Regions from separate parts of the Mus musculus genome. Here region 1 is linked to region 2. A link is a contact called in public HiChIP or PLAC-seq data. All regions are on one chromosome and are shown on one strand. Each heading gives the region's core, a stretch centred on a gene start, on an enhancer-like site or on the middle of the called end of the contact. The rest is flanking DNA. Distances are from core to core; before and after follow the strand shown.

Region 1 (3,149 bases), core at 611-3,110, 290 kb after region 2:
TAAGGCAAGTACTATGAAACACACTAAAGGGCATATGCTTGGGACTGCTATATGTATTGTTCAATACACTGTAGCTATTATGGGGAGGGGCTGAAGTTCAAACTCAAGCCTGAATTGCAAAGCCCATGGTAGCCTGTCTGGAGTCTTCCTTCCCTGCCATATCTCTCACCCAACTTGAAAAGCCCTGGGGATCATTTTAGCATCTCCTGAGGGAGAGTGTCCCTCCAGACAACCATGCTGAGGTGACTGACAAGGCCTCTGGGGAACAGAGTGTTGAGTAATTTAATATTCTGGCTCTCTAGAAGCCTTTGCTTATTACTGCTATTTCTGAAAGCAAGAACTTGCCAGCCAGAAGTCCAAGGTTGGTTAGAAGCATGTCGTCAGCTTGGGCTGATGTCACAGGCCTGCTGTCCCAGCTACTGGGGAGGATGAAGCAGGAAGATCATAGCTTAGGTGTGTCTAGGACTTACTGAGACCGTGAATCAAAGCAAAGAGTAGAGAGTGAACGGGTGTAGCAGAATGTTTGCTCAGCACGCAGGAGGCTTTGGATTCATCCTTAGCAAACAAACCAACCCTGACGGCCCTGACAGTCCAGCACACCAGGATGATGCTCCACCAGGGTGAATCCACTCACCAGCTCCCTCCCTTTCCAAGGCCCCCAGGGGCTCTCAGCTCTCACCTCTGAGGATAAAGTATCCAGTTCTCTTCTAACTCTGTCACCACTTGGAACTCGGATCCTTCATGTGAAAGGGCCGGCTGATCCTAAAAGCCTGAGAGCAGCTAGTCTGTGGAAAAGACAGGACCCGGAACCAGAACTCCAACCTTGTCTATAGAGTTGGTGGTCGTGCATGCTAACATTTGATGTGTTCAGAACCCAGACAGAAAGCTTTGCCAGCATTACCTCATGGAAGCCTCACAGCAATTCTTCAAAGAAGGTCTTTTTTCACTCTGTCTTACAGAGGATGAAGGAAGGGACCAGAGAAAGTGAATGAGTTACTTATGGGGACATGGCCGGTAAAGGAGCCAAGATTTTCCCAGTGCCTGGAACAGTCCACACATGGTAAATGAATTGTGCTAATATTCACATGTCCCATAAGCCTAAAACCATCTACACCAACAGGCTCGGGGCTGGTTGGCATAAGGTCAGAGGATACTGGCTGCTCACAACCTGCAGCGTGATTCTGGTGGAAGGTCCCAAACTTTTACCCCGGATTCCCACTAACGATGAGAAAACGGGTTCCTATAGGCAAGTCCATCAGGGTCGTCCGTCAGTAGCCGCCCCCACCCCCACCCCCCCGCCATTGTCAAGCAGACAAACTCCTAACTCCGACTGTCCGTCCATCCGGGTGGTTCTCTACGGAGCCCCAACTGCCTAAAGGTCAGCAACAGGCCGACCCAGGCACCGCTTCAAACGCAGCTGGCGCAGCCCAGGCCCCCACTGCTCATCTCTCCTTGCTCCACGCCACCTGTGCCAAATGTGCACCATTCTTTCCCAGGCACGAGCATGTGCGTCCCCGCGGTCAGAGGCAGTGAAGGCTCCAGCCGAACGGTCCAGTGCGCCATCGGGGGCCGGGCGGTTCAGGCCCACCCCTCCCACCTCGGCGCCTGCTGCAGGCGGCGTCTACCGCCCTGGGTCCGGCAAGCCCGCCGGCCTCCCCTGCAGTCCAGGGTCGGGCACCAAGCCCGGCCCGGCCCGGCCTAGCGCCTCACCTGAAGCCGGGCTCTGTGCCCCGTCCGCTCCGAGCCCGGGGCCCAGCTGCGCCACAGATGCCCGCGCTGCCCACCTGCCGACAGGGTGTCGCAGGTGTTCCTAGTGTGCTTGCCCTGCTGGCGAGCTCAAACTCCGGAACCCGGGCGCGTGCGCGGGCCTTGGGACCCGCCTCTCGGACCTCGGCCAGGATCACCTCTTCGGCTCACAGAATCCTGGGAATTGTAGTTTTCAAGCGAGCAGCATGCACGAGCCTGGGAAGACCAGAAGCTCTTCTTGGTGTTCTGTTTACCCAATTATGAGAGTTCTGATGATAAACTTAAATACAAGATACAGAAATCTTCATATGTAATCTGTTAGAGAAAAAATAATCCATACCTTGACATGCTTTTAAGACTCATAAAGAGACTATTGATGGCTCAGCAGTTAAAGTATTCACTGTAGATGAGCACAAAGACTGAACAGAGCTGTTCATGGTCATTACTGAAGGCTTCTGTGCTCAGTTAACTTCGGATCGTCTCCCCTCAAACCTGAGCCAATGGATCGCTCCTCCCTTACCAGGCTTCTTGTCAGGTATGTTATGTCTCTTTTATACTTTTTCTGGGAACTGCCATTTGGCTTTACAACCAAACTGATGGGGTGTTATCATGAGTGGGTGTCAGATGACAGTGTTGGAGCTCGGACTTGACATCAGGTGAATCTGACCAAAACGGCTGGATTTCTCACTTGGGAAATGGACATTGTGACACTTCTGACACGATGACCCAAATGTCATGTGGAACCTTGTCCTTTTGAGAACTGGGCTGGGGGTGGGGGTATATATTAAGGGACCCTCCTCACTCCTCCCCTCCCCCACCCCCACCCAACTGGCCCGGTTGGCCACAAAGCCTTCCCAGAACCTCAGACCTCAGTGGGCTTCACTCTCATGGTTGTTATTACAAACTCATCTAAAGTAGTCTCTGTCTCTCTGTCTGTCTCTCTCTGTCTGTCTCTCTGTCTCTCTCTGTCTGTCTCTCTGTCTGTCTGTCTGTCTGTCTGTCTCTCTCTCTCTCTCTCACACACACACACACATACACATACCTGTGAGAAGATCAAACAGAGTGCACTGAAGAACTGACACAGAGAGTCGGAACAATGCCACTGGCCACAAGGCAGATCATTTCTGGATTGGGCACCATTTGCCTGTACCATGAAGAAGGCCCTGTGGCTTCCTGCTTCCCCCAGCCCCTACCTGTGCTGCCTGGATTCTTCCTCTTTTCCTACCTCCCCCCATTTGGCTTTTGGTGTTTTAAAAAGCAACAATCTCTTTCTTGGCCTCAAGGGTTGCACTAGTCTGTGGAAGCTCCACATAACTGGCCCCCTGGCCCTTCAGGCCTCAACCTTTGTCCTATCTCAGAGGGTTCTTAGTTTCAGGCAATGTGTCTACCCTGGCTGGCTTGAG
Region 2 (3,366 bases), core at 703-3,202:
CCTACATTTTCTTTATCCTCTTTGCAGCCTAACCTCCTGGGAAACTCAGTTAACGACTGAATATTCACTGCCTCTTCCCACCACGTCTAAGCACCCTGCAATTCTGACTTCTGCCTCTATGGCATCAAAGACCTAGTCTTACCTTGTCTGCTCAGCACTTGGTTACTCCTGAGTCACTCTTTTCTTTAAGTCCTACCCCCTCCCCCCAACACATACACACACACAGTTCCCTGGTTTTAGTCTCTTTCCCCTCCTATCTCTTCTGCAACTTCTTTTCCTCTGCATAAGGGAAACCACCACACTCTCCTTGGGCAGACTTATCTACCACATGATTGGAAGCAGTTTGCCCAAGTGATGTTTATCACAGCTCTGTCCCTCCAGACTTCATTCATGCTTCCAGACCCAAATACCCATGAACTTCAGTATTTTCACATGGGATAACCTCAGACTACATTTCTGTTGCCTTCGGTCCAGCTCCCCCTCCCCCACAGCATGTTCCCTGATTCCATAAATGGCATCATGAATCTCTCAGATGCCAAACCCAGAACTCCCACTCACCATCCCTAGTTCCTCCTGCATCTTCCTCTCCATTCAGTCACTGAGGCTGACCAGCTCTCCTTCCTCAAGTGTACATTTCTCTCACAGTATCCATCTCTTCTGGGCTGCTCACCCGCAGTCATCCTCTAACTGCTCTTCCTCGAACCCAACCTCCTTTCCACCTTCATCTTATCACTGCCAAGAAAGTTTTCAGGCATTACCAGTCTTCTGCCCAAGACCATCCGTAGTTCCCACTGCCTCCTGGAGAAAGTCCAGGATTGAGTCCTCCCAGCCCCCTGATATCCACACCTATACGCTGAGACTTCTTCCCCACCTCCCCCACACACACATCTGTGCCTATTTGACACCACCTCCTGCCGAAATCAGTCCTCCACTCTAAATGGGAATTACTGAGGGTAGAGTGGTACTAAGCAAGGTGTGCACCCTGCTCTTGATGACCCCACTCTGCCCATCCTGTCTTCTGTAGAATCTCTGGGAGGGACTGATGTGTGAACTTGAGAAGTAAGAATCTCTGAGTCCAACCCCACACAGACAGGTCACCCCAACTTCTCTTATTGGATCTTCATGCCTAGAATGAAGGGAAAGCTGCTGCCTTAAACACCTAAATGAGGGTGGGCAAACCCGTTCTAGGGCAGAGAAACAGAACTCCAGGGAGTTCTCTAGATCTTCCCTCTAAATGAAGGTGTAAGGTGATGGTCATCATTGGCAATAGGACTCGGGAAAATGCATCTATTTTCTGTTCTGTAAAGTGGAGAAAATGCTAGTACTTTTTAGGGTGGCAATAAGCAATACGACTTCATAGTAAATGTTTACTTCTGTGTTACACCTGTGTTTGCCACATGTATTTGAGTGCCTGTGCAGGCCCGAAGAGGGCATTAGATCTGCTGGAGCTTAAGTTACAGGTGGTTGTGAGCCACTCGAAATGGGGAGGTTGGGAATCAAACTCTGGTCCTCTGGAAGAGCAGGCAAGGGGGCTCTTAACCACTGACCCCGGCCTGATACGCTGGTTTTAAAATTTTTTTATTGCCTAGAAAGAATCTAGACACACTCATGTATCTTTCAGGATAAGAGAACAGCTAATATCAGTGCTTTCCGGTTTGATCTGACTGGAAGGAGCCTCTCAGTTCCCACTGTACTAGAACTAGAAGGGTTTGGGACAGGAGAGCCAGGCTGAGAAACCAGCCAGCTCTTGGCCATCAATCATCAGCAAAGTCCCGCCCCCAGAGTAGCGTCATAGACTCTGCAAGAGCAAGCAAGAGCTTGCTCGCGCGTCCAATCACAGGTGACGCCCCCGCGTCGCACCCAATCAGCGTCGAGTCTCTAACACCCCCGCCTCCACGCGGGGCGGTGTAGGCTTGCGTCAGCAGCGCGCGACTCGGGGGCTCCCGAGCTTTTTTTTTTTTGCAGCATGTCTGTCATCTTCGCTCCTGACTGGCTACGCGGCAAAGCCAAGGTCAATCAAGAGACAATCCAGCGGGTGAGCGACCGAGAGCCGGAGATTTGGTGCAGGAGCTTCCTGCAGGGGCCGGACCGTGGTGGGGACAGCCTGTGGGCCGGGGAAGGAATGGGAGCAGGGTCAGCTCGGCGCCTGCCCCGGACCTCCAGCTGAGAGCCCCCTGCATTTCTTCCTCGCCCGTCTTTCAGCTCCTGGAGGAGAATGACCAGCTGATCCGCTGTATCGTGGAGTATCAGAATAAGGGCCGAGCGAACGAGTGCGTCCAGTAAGTGCCACTGGGGACGCGCGGCAGCCTTGGGTGACAAACCGACGAGAAAGGGGAGGTGCGGAAGAGGTTACTTGGCTTGAGTGGTGCTGCATGCCTGTAATCTTTGCACTGGGCAGGTTGCGGCCGGAGGATGGCCTGTGCTCCGCCCTCTAAAGGTTATTTACTTACTACTCAAATCCATATTGACAGTTTATGGTAAGAACCTGGAGTTAGTCAGGGTTTCACACAAAGCCCTGTCAGCTGGTGACAGAGGAAAGTGTCTCAAAGCTAGGCTCCGTGAGAGCCTTGGTCTCTTTATTCGTGGATTTCACTTCCATCCCCCAAAAGTAATCAGGCCATTTTGTTAACCAGCACTCAGTCAGTCTGTGGGAGATACGACCAAAAAAGGGATTTCTACGTTAAACCAGATGTCGGAATGGGAAGAAACAGAATCTGAGACCCTTTTCTAAATTTGGTCCAAGAACTAGGTCCCATTTCTTATAGACAATGCGGTATCGTTACTTAAGTATTTTTAACACCCCCCCCCTTGCCTCTTAAAAAGTCACTTACAACCATTCTCTAAGCATCTTAATGGAACAGCAGAATTGCCATTTTGCGGTGTTTATGTTTGACTCCAGCATTTGAGGTTTGCCTTTTTACATTTTAAACACGTTCTCATGTTTAGAAAATGCCTGCAGACATGCTTTTTGGTATACTGACTCTTGTGCAAAGATACAAAGGTCCTACAAATTTATTCTGTTTCTTCACATTGTGAAGGTCGAACTTCTCAAGTCTAATGACTTCCTGAATGGGCAGCAATTGACAGTGGCTATGTCATGTGCTTACTTTGGTCATACAAGGGCCTCCTTTATTCTAATCCCCCCCACCCCCCACAAATGCACAAAGGTTTCCCTGTGTAGCCCTGGCTGTCCCAGTACTTGCTCTGTAGTCCAGGTTGACTGTGAAGTCAGAAATTCCCACTGCCTCTGCCTCCCATGTGCTGGGACTAAGATGTACCACCACACCCAGCAGTGGTACTACAGACAAGGAGGCATTGTATGGTGAATAGGAAACACGAGATTCCTACTCTCTGTGGAGCTGACAT

Evidence for each region. HiChIP or PLAC-seq counts read pairs in DNA pulled down with a chosen protein or histone mark.
Region 1: an H3K4me3 HiChIP or PLAC-seq map of the 230-238 cell line shows a contact between it and region 2, with 4 times the contacts expected there. The contact joins the promoter of Pomgnt2 here to the promoter of Ss18l2 in region 2. A contact is called at or near these places in 1 of 39 promoter capture datasets (hippocampal neurons), 1 of 484 Hi-C or Micro-C datasets (embryonic stem cells) and 7 of 115 datasets of contacts at active chromatin or transcription factors (the 230-238 cell line, extraembryonic endoderm stem cells, large pre-B cells and 3 more).

What each region holds. Positions count from the first base shown.
Region 1 is chr9:121,994,166-121,997,314 of GRCm38.p6, forward strand. Pomgnt2 (protein O-linked mannose beta 1,4-N-acetylglucosaminyltransferase 2) reads right to left here and starts at 1,861. Exons shown (of 2, transcript NM_153540.4): 1 at 1,711-1,861. It overlaps Gm39463 (a long non-coding RNA gene), which reads left to right and starts at 1,821. Exons shown (of 2, transcript XR_871388.3): 1 at 1,821-2,281.
Region 2 is chr9:121,708,437-121,711,802 of GRCm38.p6, forward strand. Ss18l2 (SS18, nBAF chromatin remodeling complex subunit like 2) reads left to right here and starts at 1,953. Exons shown (of 3, transcript NM_026794.2): 1 at 1,953-2,035; 2 at 2,203-2,279. The coding sequence starts at 1,967.